Regions from separate parts of the Oryctolagus cuniculus genome. Here region 1 is linked to region 2. Evidence: chromatin contacts called from public Hi-C data. All regions are on one chromosome and are shown on one strand. The core of a region is the stretch at or near the end of the contact, and the rest is flanking DNA. Distances in the headings are between cores, read along the strand shown. Region 1 holds the start of CEBPD (CCAAT enhancer binding protein delta). Region 2 overlaps SPIDR (scaffold protein involved in DNA repair).

The links. Hi-C and Micro-C count contacts between places; a contact is called where the count stands out from the background.
Region 1: a Hi-C map of an unstated tissue shows a contact between it and region 2, with 1.9 times the contacts expected there. The contact joins the promoter of CEBPD here to the enhancer-like site in region 2. A contact is called at or near these places in 2 of 6 Hi-C or Micro-C datasets (psoas muscle and an unstated tissue).

Annotation. Positions count from the first base shown.
Region 1 is chr6:71,959,832-71,966,418 of mOryCun1.1, reverse strand. CEBPD (CCAAT enhancer binding protein delta) reads left to right here and starts at 3,522. Exons shown (of 1, transcript XM_051844484.2): 1 at 3,522-4,822. The coding sequence starts at 3,585. The coding sequence ends at 4,415. All of the region lies in intron 19 of SPIDR (scaffold protein involved in DNA repair), which reads right to left.
Region 2 is chr6:71,607,333-71,614,343 of mOryCun1.1, reverse strand. All of the region lies in intron 5 of SPIDR (scaffold protein involved in DNA repair), which reads right to left. It also overlaps the pseudogene LOC127490634. Among named protein-coding and RNA genes, the nearest start is that of SPIDR, 100 kb to the right of the region's middle. Within about 2 kb of position 2,058, at least 1 of the 8 cell types and tissues checked has an H3K27ac peak or open chromatin away from gene starts, as enhancers often do.

The DNA of each region.
Region 1 (6,587 bases), core at 2,273-4,772, 350 kb before region 2:
AGCAGGTGGAGACAAATAAATAATGACCACAAATATCACAAAAGTTAAACAGTACATTTTTAAAAAAAAAAGTTAATTTATTTGAAAGGCAGAGTGACAGGAGATTATAGATAGATATAGATAGATGGATGGATGGATGGATAGATAGATGATAGAATCTTCACTCTGCTGGTTCACTCCCCAAATGCCTGCAATGGAACTCCAAATGGGTTTCCCATGTGGGCGGCAGGAACCCAAGTACTGTAGCCATCATCTGCTACATCCCAGGCACATTAGCAGAAAGCTGGCTCAGAAGCTGCGGCCGGATTCCATCCCAGGCACTCAGATACAGGATGCAGGTGTCCCAAGTTGTGGCTTAGCCTGCTCCAGCACAATGCCCACCCCATTTTATTGTTTTTGAAAAGAGGCTGTGGTGGGCCTGCGCCGCGGCTCAATAGGCTAATCCTCCACTTAGCGGTGCCGGCACACCGGGTTCTAGTCCTGGTCAGGGCACTGGATTCTTTCCCGGTTGCCCCTCTTCCAGGCCAGCTCTCTGCTGTGGCCTGGGAAGGCAGTGGAGGATGGCCCAAGTGCTTGGGCCCTGCACCCCATGGGAGACCAGGAGAAGCACCTGGCTCCCGCCTTCGGATCAGCGCGGCGCGCTGGCCGCAGTGCGCCAGCCGTGGCGGCCATTGGAGGGTGAATCAACGGCAAAAGGAAGACCTTTCTCTCTGTCTCTCTCTCTTTCACTATCCACTCTGCCTGTCAAAAAAAAAAAAAAGAGGCTGTGGTGGGCTCAAATGGCACAACCAACCCATACTTTGTTGTCCTATGATCTCTCCTTTCTCTTTCTGGAGGGGTAAGAAAATCTCTAAATGTAAAAGTGATGGTATATGGCTAATATAGGCACTGGTTAGTTTCTGGCAGAGATACAGAGGCAGGGAGAGGGAGGGAGGGAGAGACAGAGAATCTTCCATCTGCTGGTTCACTCACCAAATGGCTGCAAGGGCTGGAGCTGGGCCAGTCTGAAGGCAGGAGCCAGGAGCCCAAGGGCTTGGGCCATCCTCCAGTGCTTTCTCAGGAGCATTAGCAGGGAGCTGGATCAGAAGTAGAGCAGCTGGGTCTCTAATCAGCACCCCTATGGGATGTGGGCAGGCAGGCAGAAGCTTTACCAACTGCGCCACAGTGCTGGCCCACCTTGGTCAGTTTTTTTTTTTTTTTTAATTTAAGAGGCAGAGTTACAGAGAGAGTGAGAGACAGACAGAAATGTCCTCCATCCACTGGCTCAGTCCCGAAATGGCCACAACAACCACAACTGGGCCCATCCAGAGGCAAGCACCTCCTCTGGGTCTCTTATATGGGTGCAGGGGCCCGAGTACTCAGGCCAAACTCCACCACCTTCCCAGGCCACAGCAAAGAGCGGCACCAGAAAAGGAGCAGCTGGACATGAGCCAGTGCCCAGGCGGAAACCCTGCCTATTGCGCCAGAGCGCCTGCCCATCAGTTTCTAAAATGTAGGCCTAGCCTTTCTCCCTAGTTCAGCCCCACCCAGTCAAGGGCCTTCTACCTGGCTGGTCTGAGCATCCCAGGGTACAACATGGCCTAGGAAACTCAGCTGTCAGAAACACATTTACATCCACTCTGGTGGGCAAGCAGAAGATCATCTCCTAGAATGTTGTACCTGAATTGTTCTTGAGTGCATGGTCACTCAGTGTATTTGTGTTCCCTAAGAACCAAGAAAAATGTAGGCTCTCGGAGTGTGCATGGGCCCATGCTATATGCACTCTTGGGTTTTACTCTGAATAGGTAAGTAGTCTCAACAGCAACTTGAGGGACCCTCTCTATGAAATTTTAAAGCGGTCTGTCCTTTTAGAAAACCCATTAAATATCCCATAGTTTCAGTGCAATATTAGAAATTACCTCCAGGGGCCGGCACTGTGGTGCAGCGGGTTAACACCCTGGCCTGAAGCGCTGGCATCCCATCTGGGTTCAACACCTGGCTGCTCCACTTCCCATCCAGCTCTCTGCTATGGCCTAGGAAACAGTGGAAGATGGCCCAAGTCCTTGGGCCCCTGCACTCATGTGGGAGACCCGGAAGCAGCTCCTGGCTCCTGGCTCCTGGCTTCGAATGGGTGCAGCAGCTCCGGCCATTGCGGCCAACTGGGGAGTGAACCATGGAAGACCTCTCTCTCTCTCTCTCTCTCTGCCTCTCCTCTCTCTATGTAACTCTGACTTTCAAGTAAAATAAATAAATCTTTAAAACAAAAAAGAAATTACCAATTATCTCTAGGATGGACCGGAGCAGTCTGTGGAACGTTTGGTGCTCGGAACCAACCCAGGGTGCGTGAAAAGCCTAAGCGAAGAAGAGATGCGAGATGGAGGCCAGGACTGAATAAGGGTTGTGACTTAGTAGAATTGACGAGAATGCCTGCCTCAAACCGCAGGAAATCAAGCCCATCCTCGCCGCGTCTTCTCATGCAATTCACAGTATGAAGAGCTAGCAGCCTAACACCCGGTTACAGCTGTGTTTCTTCCCTAAAGGACCTAAATACTGTAAATTCAACAGCACTGTATTTTGGAGTAGTCAGAAAGGGAAAAAGAGCCTGGCATTAACAATAGGGCTGAAGCAAGACACCACCACAAGATGGCACTGCTTTAGTAGACCCGGAAGCCTCGGCCCAGTGCGCAGGAGCTCGAGGGGAGCGCGGGTGCCTTGCGGGGCTCGGGACGGCAGGAGGGCCTCGGCGCCCCCGGGGCACGCTATGTCCAGGGCGACCACCGCTGCCCTGCACTCCGCTCTCGACGAGGACGTCCCGCTGCCCCTTGGTTGGGACGCACCAACAGCATTTTGCTGGGCGTCGACCCCTAGGGCTAGCTGGAACGCCCAGCTCCAGAGCGACGGGCGGGTGAGGTGCGGGACGGCCTCCCGCCATCCACTGCCTGCCCGCCGCCTCGCGGACATGTCCCAGTAGAGGCTGCGCCGGGAGACCGTCCCGGCAGCCTGCCCTCTGGGCAGCTGCCCGCATCCGTTCCCGGGGCGGAGGCGTCCGGGCAAAGGTCGGGTGGGCGAATCAGCCGCTTGCGGCCCAGGAGCCTCCCGGCCGCGCGCACCCCTCCGTCCTTGAGTCGCCCAGTCCCTCTCCCTCCCGCGACGTGCACGCCACGGCCAAGTCTTGGTTTTGATTTCACTGCCGGCACCGAGAAACCAAGAGGTTCCAAAGCTCACAAACAGGAAGGAGGGAAGGCCTGGAGTGCGGGCAGAGGGAGGGTCATTCCCAGCAGCGCGGCTCGGGCCGGCCGGGGGCGGAGGGAAGAGGCGCGCGCCCCTCCCCCACGCGCGCTCCGGGGGTCCCACGGCCGCGTAGGGGCCCCCGGCGCGCAGCAAGGCGGGATGTGCGCCAGGGCAAGGCTCGGGGCTGGGGGCGGCTCCAGGGCGCAGGGCGGGGGCTCTTAGGGTGCGCCCCCCCTCCCCCGCGGCCCCGGGGCGCCCCCGCGGTGCCGGAGCCGGGGCGGGGCGTGCGCGTCAGCCGGGGCTAGAAAAGGCGGCGGGCCCGGCCCAGCTGGGTGACAGCCGCAATTGGACTCCGAGCCCGGCCCGACGCCGCCATGAGCGCCGCGCTCTTCAGCCTGGACGGCCCGGCGCGCGGCGCGCCCTGGCCCACGGAGCCCGCACCCTTCTACGAGCCGGGTCGAGTGGGAAAGCCGGGCCGAGGGGCCGAACCGGGGACCCTCGGGGAGCCGGGCGCCGCCGCCCCCGCGATGTACGACGACGAAAGCGCCATCGACTTCAGCGCCTACATCGACTCCATGGCCGCAGTGCCCACCCTGGAACTGTGCCACGACGAGCTCTTCGCTGACCTCTTCAACAGCAACCACAAAGCAGGCGGCGGCGGCGGCGCGGGCGGAGCGGGCGCCCTGGAGCTGCTGCCAGGCGGTCCCCCGCGGCCCCCGGGCCCAGGCCCCGCCGCCCCGCGTCCGCTCAAGCGCGAACCCGACTGGGGCGACGGCGGCGACGCGCCGGGCTCGTTGCTGCCCGCGCAGGTGGCCGCGTGCGCGCAGACCGTGGTGAGCCTGGCGGCCGCCGCGCAACCCACACCGCCCACGTCGCCGGAGCCGCCGCGAGCCAGCCCGGGGCCGAGCCCCGCGCCCGGCCCTGCCCGGGAGAAGGGCACCGGCAAGAGGGGCCCGGACCGCGGCAGCCCCGAGTACAGGCAGCGGCGCGAGCGCAACAACATCGCCGTGCGCAAGAGCCGCGACAAGGCCAAGCGGCGCAACCAGGAGATGCAGCAGAAGCTGGTGGAGCTGTCGGCGGAGAATGAGAAGCTGCACCAGCGCGTGGAGCAGCTCACGCGGGACCTGGCCGGGCTCCGGCAGTTCTTCAAGCAGCTGCCCAGCCCGCCCTTCCTGCCCGCCACCGGGGCCGCCGACTGCCGGTAACGCGCGGCCCGAACGGGACAGACTAACCAACGACCGATACCTCAGACCCGACGGCCCGGGAGCGAGCGTGCCCTGCCTTGCGCAGCCCGGGCGCCCACAGAGCCGCCCGGCGCCGGCTGCAGTTTTCTTCGGGACGTGTGGGCGACGGGAAGCTACAGCCTGGACTTACCACCACTGAACTGCGAGAGAAGCTATACGTGTTTATTTTCCCTTAAATTATTTTTATAATGGTAGCTTTTTCTACATCATACTCCTGTTGATGCAGCTAAGGTACATTTGTATGAAAAAAAAAAAAAACTTTTCAGACAAACCCTTTGTATTATAGATAAGAGGAAAAGACTGAGCATGCTCACTTTTTTATATTAATTTTTACAGTATTTGTAAGAATAAAGAAGCATTTAAAATCGCCCCTGCTTCCTATATTCGCAGTGACTGCTGCACGCCGGTGGCGCCAGGACCTCGCTGGGGGAGGTGCGTTCCAGGACCTGGCGGAGGGCGAGCGCCTGGGAAGCACGGGGCCAGGTGTGTGTCCGTGGGGGAGGCGAGCTGGTCCGTAGATTGGGTCCGCACTGCTTTTGAAACCCGCCAAGGTCTAGCTCCACAGGTCTTACTGAACTTGGCTGAGGTGGATGCAGATGAGTAACCGCGCGTTAAGCTAGCAGCTTTCCAGCGGGAGGTGCGGGGGCAGGGCGACCTGGGGGCCCTGCAGAGCTCAGCCCAGGAGCTCCCTAAGGTTAGATGGCTGCGTGAGGGGTGAGAGTGTGGGGCTCAGGAGACCCAGGGGCCTTTCCCAGTCCCTTCGGGCTTCAAGGCTGGCCTGTGCTTTCACTTTCCTCAGATTTTCAAAGTGCGCCTAAGCGCACAAGTCATGTGGCTGATGAAAAGGACAGTCATCGAGCTACTTAAAATTTCATCTTGGAGGTAACTGTAAAGTTTCTAGACTTAATCCAAATAAATAGAACCGTGTGCCTCCCGCCCAAGAAAACTGGGTCCTAGGCACCTTTTCTTGGGCTACCTGCTGCGTGGATATTATGTAATTAATTAACCAGCCTGTCATGATTATACTGCTCTAAGGAGGAAACACAAAACCTTTAGTGTCCAAAGCTAATTAATTCGTGGTTTTAAGTGCAATTTAAATCTCTGCCAACAAAGCCAAGGGTATCTGGCTGGTTCTGAGGTCTGTGCTTGGCCCATGTGATGACACAGCTCCGTGGGGTGAGCCCTCTCTCTGCTCAGGAGTGGTAAACACGCTGCTTCTTAGCTACACTTTATGGGAATCTCACCTCTGACATGGCTCCCCTGAGCATTTTCCCCAAAATACTGAATTGGAAGATGCCTCTGCTGGACACTCGTCACAGCCCTCCAGACCGAAATCACAGGGGCGAGGAAGGTTCTGCTTTACAGCTATTCTTTGGGGGGAACTGTTAAATACTAAACACTTTACAACTGAATAGAACAGGATTTTCTTACACATTATTACTGCCCAAGCAAATACAAAAAGACCTTCAGTTTCAACAACATGTTCCTGAATTTATTGGAAGTTGATAAAAAAAAAAAAACCACCAAAATTGTAGAGAGAGGTATTTTGATTTACAGCTTACAAAACCATTTTAATAACTTTTGCCCCAGAAAAATCTAAGTTTTGTGTTGAGATCATAAAGTACATTAGCTGGGTCCATAGTTAACAGATAACTACTTCAACCCCCCACCGCCACCCCCGCAGCCACACTACAAAGTTCACAGGTCCTGTGGCTGGGGCGGGCGCTCTGCCGAGGTGCCTCGCGCACTCTGAAGCTTGATTTCCTCCAGTCCAATGCAGCTGGTCGGGTGGGTGGTGATGGACTGCACAAAACAACTCGCCAACCCCACCTCCCTGCCGAGGACACTCTTCACTTCATAACTCTGCAGTGAGAAAGGCATGCTGGTTAAAGCAAACAGAGTTAGCCCGGACGTTCTGTTCCCGGCAACACAGAGCACCAGAGGGCCAGAGCAGAGGCCTTTTCCCTCGTCCACGACCTTTTAGTCCTCAAAGGGTGAGAACACTGGTGGGGGAAGTAGGGGACCAAGGGCTGCTAAAAAAGCCCCCTTTATTAGGGAAAGTGAAGGAATTACTTTATTCTGATAACTAAATTCTGTTTGTACCAAAGGAACACTTAGAATATTTCTGACTGA
Region 2 (7,011 bases), core at 809-3,308:
ATTCTACAAGCATTTGTCTACATGTCTGTCCCTTTTTTCAAACTATGAGCTCCTTGAAAGCTGACTTGCTTTCTGTAGGCCTGGCTCCAAGACTAGTAGAGAAATCTACTGCTTGAAAGAATATGAAATAAATAAATGTTGACCACATCACTTACAGAAAACTTCTCTTTATCTGATCTCTAAATAACAACAGCAGGGAAAAAAATCTTTCACAATACATCTTTCCCTTATGTGTCAGGAGCCTATCTGAACAGCAACAAAATGGGAAATAAACTTTGCGCCACTTCTGCAGTTGATAGAGAAGGAAACTAAAGAAGTTCCTTCTGCCTTGAGAGGACAGCAAACAGATTTCTCTCTATGGTGGACATCACACACAGAACAGACCTTCTGGAGACCATGACCACATGTACAGATGCTCCTCACTCCATAGATTAACACTTTTGGCCCAATATTGTGCCTACAAAACCTTTCTTTTTTCTTTCAGGTGATAATCTTGCACAGATCTGGTAAAATTAATGGTATACAACATACTTATAGCAGAGAGTGGATGATGAAACAAATAGAAATTTCCTCCCATTCTTTTAAATCTAAGGATTTAAAAACAAAAAAGTCATTTCTGGAAAAGAATGAACTTCATATGAGCATAGAGGAAAGCAGTATTGGGTCATTAGAATTTTTCTAGACTATCATGAAAACATTTTCTTTCTATGTGTATTTTGCTCCCCAGATGATTACTGTCTTAGATAAACCCCTGGAAAAGAAGTCCATTCCACAAAGTGTCCCCTTCATAACTGCCACTCAGAATACCAACTGCCTATCATGACACAGCAACCAAGAAACATGAGGCTGGAGGCTGGCATAGAGGACAATCAACTTGTGATTTCCTGCTAGACTTTCTCAATTCACACCATGATGAAATGGCTAGTGTTGCAATGCACTTAGGACTTCAGATAAAAACACAGGACACCCAAGACAGAAGTGGCCAGAGAAAGCAGCACCCAGCAGGAAGTTGTTCCTACAAAGGAAATTGCAGTTTCAAAGCTTAAGAGGAAGTCAAGAGGGAGAATTAAGTGTCTTAAGCACTTGAGAAAATATTGAAGAAACTATTTGTGGTCTCAAACACAGTTAAAACACTAACTAGTTCAGGTAAACATTAATTATAAATCCAAAACAAAAGTCAAATGTCTATTAAGCATTGTCTTGTTAGGAGCTTCCTCTCTCCATTTTTATTCCTTGCAAAAATTTTTCAGGAAAAAATATACACTATGAATTCAAAGAGACAGAGGGGACAAACACTCTCACTCACCTCACATTCGTATTTCCCTCCATTTTAGAATGTCCCACCTCATCTTCATATACAAACCTACCCAGCCTACATGATTATGGCTACTTCTCCTACAGTTTATTTCCACATGCCTAGGAAATGTACCCTAGTCACAGAGAAGACACTGCCAATCATTTTTTGGCATTATAATTACTATGTTTAGCTTTACATCACACTACTTAATAATAAAATCTAAGGAATCTCTGACAGAAGAGGCTGTTTCTATCCCTTGCATCACTGGGTGTCAATCAAATGGGATGTGTTTACCCACTTATTTAATTCTCTTTTTAATTTTTAAACTCATGCCCAGAATTCTCTTCCTGATGCTTATAAACATTCACAGAGTAGACCTGTTCCAGAGCTAAGCAGGAAACTGAATAAGAAGCTTTATGAAAGTTAACAATGTTACTAGAGGAAAGACTGTTGGCAAATTTTCCTAAGGGAAGACTATACTCACTTTCTTTGCCCCAGGTTAACCATACATTTAGCCATGTCTGTCCAGAAAGATGTTGAAGTTCCTGCTCCCATGATGTTTTTCTCTCTTCACATCAAAGCCACAGCACATTCACCTTGGCAAGACAATGCAAGGCACCAAGGACCTACTTTTTATTTGAATTACTAAAAATTTATTTTAGCATTCACCATTTTACTGAAAACCAACTATACTCAGCAGTATGATCTCCCTAGCAAAACTGCCTTTTTGACCTCTTAGCTCCTTCCCACTCTGTCAACAACCAGTGACATCTGCAAGAGACTGCAAGTTTTTGTCCTCCTAGAATTGCTGAAATTAGTCCCCAATGTGATAATATTAGGAAATGGGGCCTTTGGAAGGTGACTAGGTCATGGAGGCAGAGCCCTCATAAATGGGATTAGTGTCCTTATGAAAGAGGCTTCTGAGAACTGCCACCCCTCCCACCATGTAAAGTTACAGAAAATGTGGCTGTTGATGAGCCAAGCAACCAGATCTGCTGGCAGCCTGATCTTGGACTTTCCAGTCTCCAGAGCTATAAGCAATTCTACTGTTTATAAACCACCAAGTCTGTGTTGTTTTCTTATAGTAGCCCAACTGAACTAAGAAAACACCTGTCATTCTATAATTATTTTTTTAAAGATTTTTATTTATTTATTTTACAGATAGAGTTACAGACAGTGAGAGAGAGAGAGAGAGAGAGAGAGAGAGAGACGGGGAGAAAAGTCTTCCTTCCGTTGGTTCACTCCCCAAATGGCCGCCATGGCTGGAGCTATGCCAATCCAAAGCCAGGAGCCAGGTGCCTCCTCCTGGTCTCCCATGCGGGTGCAGGGGCCCAAGCACTTGGGCCACCTTCTACTGCTATCCCAGGCCATAGCAGAGAGCTGCACTGGAAGAGGAGCAACCGGGACTAGAACCTGGAGCCCATATGGTATGCCGGCACCACAGGTGGAGGATTAACCTAGTGCGCCAAGGCGCTGGCCTCTCATTCTATAATTTTTAATTTAGCTTTTGAATCACTATGTCATTACCATCTTCATCTTCCCTGTTTCCCACCAGACATATTTTTTTCTAGCAAAGCAAAATTCCTTACTTGCCTTCAATCATTTCTCATACACTTCTTGAACACCAAGTATCTGCTGGATGCTACTGCTACAATGCTGACTAACAGTCAGGCTGGTTATGGACTAAGTATTATGAAAGGAGTGGAGAGAGCCAGCAGGAAGAAGGAGAAAGCTAGTGATAGAATTTCTTGCCTTTTTTAACCAGTTAAACTTCTTTTTATTCCATGTTCCCACTGTCTTAAGTATGTGAATTTCTACAATGGTCCACACTACTTGCGTGCTTCAACTGTTGTTCTCATACTGTGTGTTAGTTTCCTATTTCTATGTAACAAGTGACCACAAACTTCTTGGCTCAAAGCAAGACCCACTTATTAACTTACACAGTTCCGCAGGCCAGAAGTCCTGCAAGTTATAGCTGGGTCCTCTGCTCAGGCTATGGCAAAGCTGAAATCTATGTGTTGGGTAGTGGTTAGTCTTCCTCTGGAGAAAAATCCAAGTAGAAACTCATTCTTGTTGTTGTGCAGAATTCAGCTCCTTGTAGTTACAGAAGCGGGTCCTGTTTCTTTTTGGGATGCCTGCTGAGGTCTGCTCTGACCTGCAGGATGCTATATGTCCCCTGCCCTGGGATTCCCTCCATTTTCAAGCCAGAAACAACACACAAACCCTTCCTGCTCCAAGTCTCTAACTTCTTCAGCCTCTGTCTTCCAGACCTAGATTTGAAGAGCTCAGGAATTAGGAAAAGTGCACTGAAGATAAAGTCTTTTCTCAAAGCCAGCTATACCATATAACAAAACCTAATCACGATGGTAAAATCAAATCCTAGTCTAAGTTCCAGGGATTATTCAGTACACTGTGATGAGTGGGCACATTGGAAGTCATTTAGAATTCTACCTACCACAGTTCAGATTTTGCATCAACACTTGATATCCAGAAGGAATCTTACAGTACCAATTAATTAAAAATAGTAGGTTCTTATTTGATAAAGACTTTATTTTTCAATTCTGAGACCGTAATAACCAAAAAACCATAGGCAACTCTCAAATATTGCTTCCAGTCCCTTCGTCCTTAATCCAATCACATTATATATGCCTAAGAAGCATATATAATAGTCAGCCTTTGGTATTCATTGGTTCCTCATTGGTATAGTCACCAATTTCCAGTTTCAACTGGAAAATATTCTGGAAACAAAATTGGGTCTGTCATGTACAAACTTTTAATTCTTGTTATCATTCCCTAAGCAATACAGTGTAACAACTAATTACATAACATTTTCATCATTTTGGGCAGTATAAGTACTGTAGGGATGATTTAACTTACACAGGAGAATTGTTACGGTCACATGCTAATACTATGCCATTTTATATGAGTACTTGCATATCCAGGGGTTTTCATATTCACAGGGGGGCTTAGAACCAACTCCTCTATGAATACTTTTGGACAACTGTACTGAGTATCTCACATAGCCTCATGTCGTAACGCTGAGCTAATAATCACCCTCTTTCTCAGAATTCCACTATATCCTGTCAGTCAGCTCTACAGGATCTCAGCTTTCCAATAGTTATTTACCAACTGCTCTAAGTCCTCTTTTACATCAAACTGAACAGAAATGAAACTAATTCAATAATAAATCTTAACAACTCACCCTTCCTTTCCATTTAAACACTCAGTGTCTAGAACAGGATCATCAGAAACATGAGTTTCCCAAACTGATGTCCTTGGATCTACCTTTGCCTGTTTTGTGTACACATTTGCCCTAGCCTACACAAACACACTAAGAAAGGCACCAGCACTGTGCTGAATGTTCTCCTTCAACCTAGACTTGGCTGTCAAAGCTTCTTATCCTATCACTCATGTGTTCCCTAGGTCCCAAACTCCTACTTTAGACCCCATCATGCAATTTCATGTTCTCAGCTTCTGGTACCCACACCTTAGGCCCCTGTTCAGACAGACATGCCCTAGCCTAAAAGGGCTAGCTCCACAAAGACCCTTCTTATTGTTCTCATCTCAACAGTCTGCTTCGCTCTGACTCGGAATGACTGGCATTAGATTTGTCTTGCTCTGGCTTCCAGTCACTTTTAATAGGTACATGTTACCTTTTCCACTATCTAGAAGCTCCATGTGTGTGCAAAGTAAACACACATTTTTCCTTATCCCATTGCATATATTTTTTAAAAGATTTATCTTATTTCTTTTGAAAGGCAGAGTTAAGAGAGAGAGACAGAGAATCTTCCATCAGCTGGTTCTTTCCTCAAATGTGCTCAGTGGCCAGGGCTGGGCCTGGCCAGAGACAGGAACCAGTAGCTTCTTCCAGGTATCCCATGTGGGTACAGAGGCACAAGGACTTGGGCCATCCTCTACTGCTTTACCAGGCACTAGCAGGGAGCTGGAACAGAAGTGAAGCAGCCAGCACTTGAACCAGTGTCCATATAGGATATTGGAATCGGAATAGTGGCTTAACCTGCTATGCCACATGCTGGCCCCATCTCATTGCATCTTATATAGCACAAACTTAAGAAGCTAAGCAAACAGGCCTTTTCTTCACAACTGAATCTACATCTCCTCTGGACCATTCATCTGTTTTATACTCTCTTTATCTTTCCTTGCCCAGAAAGACAAAGCCTTTAAAATACAGGTTAATAAAATAGTCCATCAATTCTAGTCTCTACCTGAATGAAATAACAACACAAATGGCAGCAGAGAGTTACAAATCAATATGTTCAGTGTTTAAATAACATTTAAGATCCTGAAAATGGGAATAAATGGAAAAGGGAATCTCAGAAAAGAAATGTATTATTTTTTTTTAACTTTTATTTAATGAATATAAATTTCCAAAGTACGATTTATGGATTACAATGGCTTCCCCCCCATACCGTCCCTCCCACCCACAACCCTCCCCTTTCCCACTCCCTCTCCCCTTCCATTCACATCAAGATTCATTTTCGATTATCTTAATATACAGAAGATCAGCTTAGTATACATTAAGTAAGGATTTCAACAGTTTGCTCCCACACAGAAACATAAAGTGAAAAATAATAGATGATTTTTTAAATGATGATGAAATCAGATCAGACCTATTGTCATGTTTAATCCCAGTGAGAGTCAAGTTGGGAGTTGATAATTTCTTTTCTTTTTTTTTTTTTTTTAACAGAGGATCAGTTTAGTATGCATTAAGTAAAGATTTCAACAGTTTGCACCCCCATAGAAACACCAAGTGAAATATATTGTTTGAGTACTCGTTATAGCATTAAATCTCAATGCACAGCACATTAAGGACAGAGATCCTACATGAGGAGTAAGTGCACAGTGACTCCTGTAGTTGACTTTACCAATTGACACTCCTGTCTATGGCATCAGTAATCTCCCTAGGCTCCAGTCATGAGTTTCCAAGGCTATGGAAGCCCCTTGAGTTCTCCGACTCTTATCTTGTTTAGACAAGGTCATAGTCAAAGTGGAGGTTCTCTCCTCCCTTCAGAGAAAGGTACCTCCTTCTTTGAAGACCTGTTCTTTCCACTGGGATCTCACTCGCAGAGATCTTTTGCCAGAGTGTCTTGGCTTTCCATGCCTGAAATACTCTCATGGGCTTTTCAGCCAGATCTGAATGCCTTTAGGGCTGATTCTGAGGCCAGAGTGCTATTTAGGACATCTGCCATTCTATGAGTCTGCTGAGTATCTCACTTCCCATGTTGGATCACTCTCCCCTTTATTTATTCTATCGGTTAGTGTTAGCAGGTACTAGACTTGTTTATGTGCTCCCTTTGACTCTTAGTCCTTTCATTATGATCAATTGTGAACTGAAATTGATCACTTGGACTAGTGAGATGGCATTGGTACATGCCACCTTGATGGGATTAAATTGGAGTCCCCTGGTATGTTTCTAACTCTACCATTTGGGGCAAGTCAGCCTGAGCATGTCCCAAATTATGTATCTCTTCCCTCTCTTATTCCTACTCTTATGTTTAACAGGGATCACATTTCAGTTAAATATCAACACTTAAGAATAACTGTGTATTAATTACAGAATTAAACCAGTCATATTAAGTAGAACAGACAAAAAAACTACTAAGAGGGATAATGTATTAAGCTGTTCATTAACAGGGCTATGCTGATCAAGTCACCGTTTCTCATAGTGTCCATTTCACTTCAGGAGGTTTCCT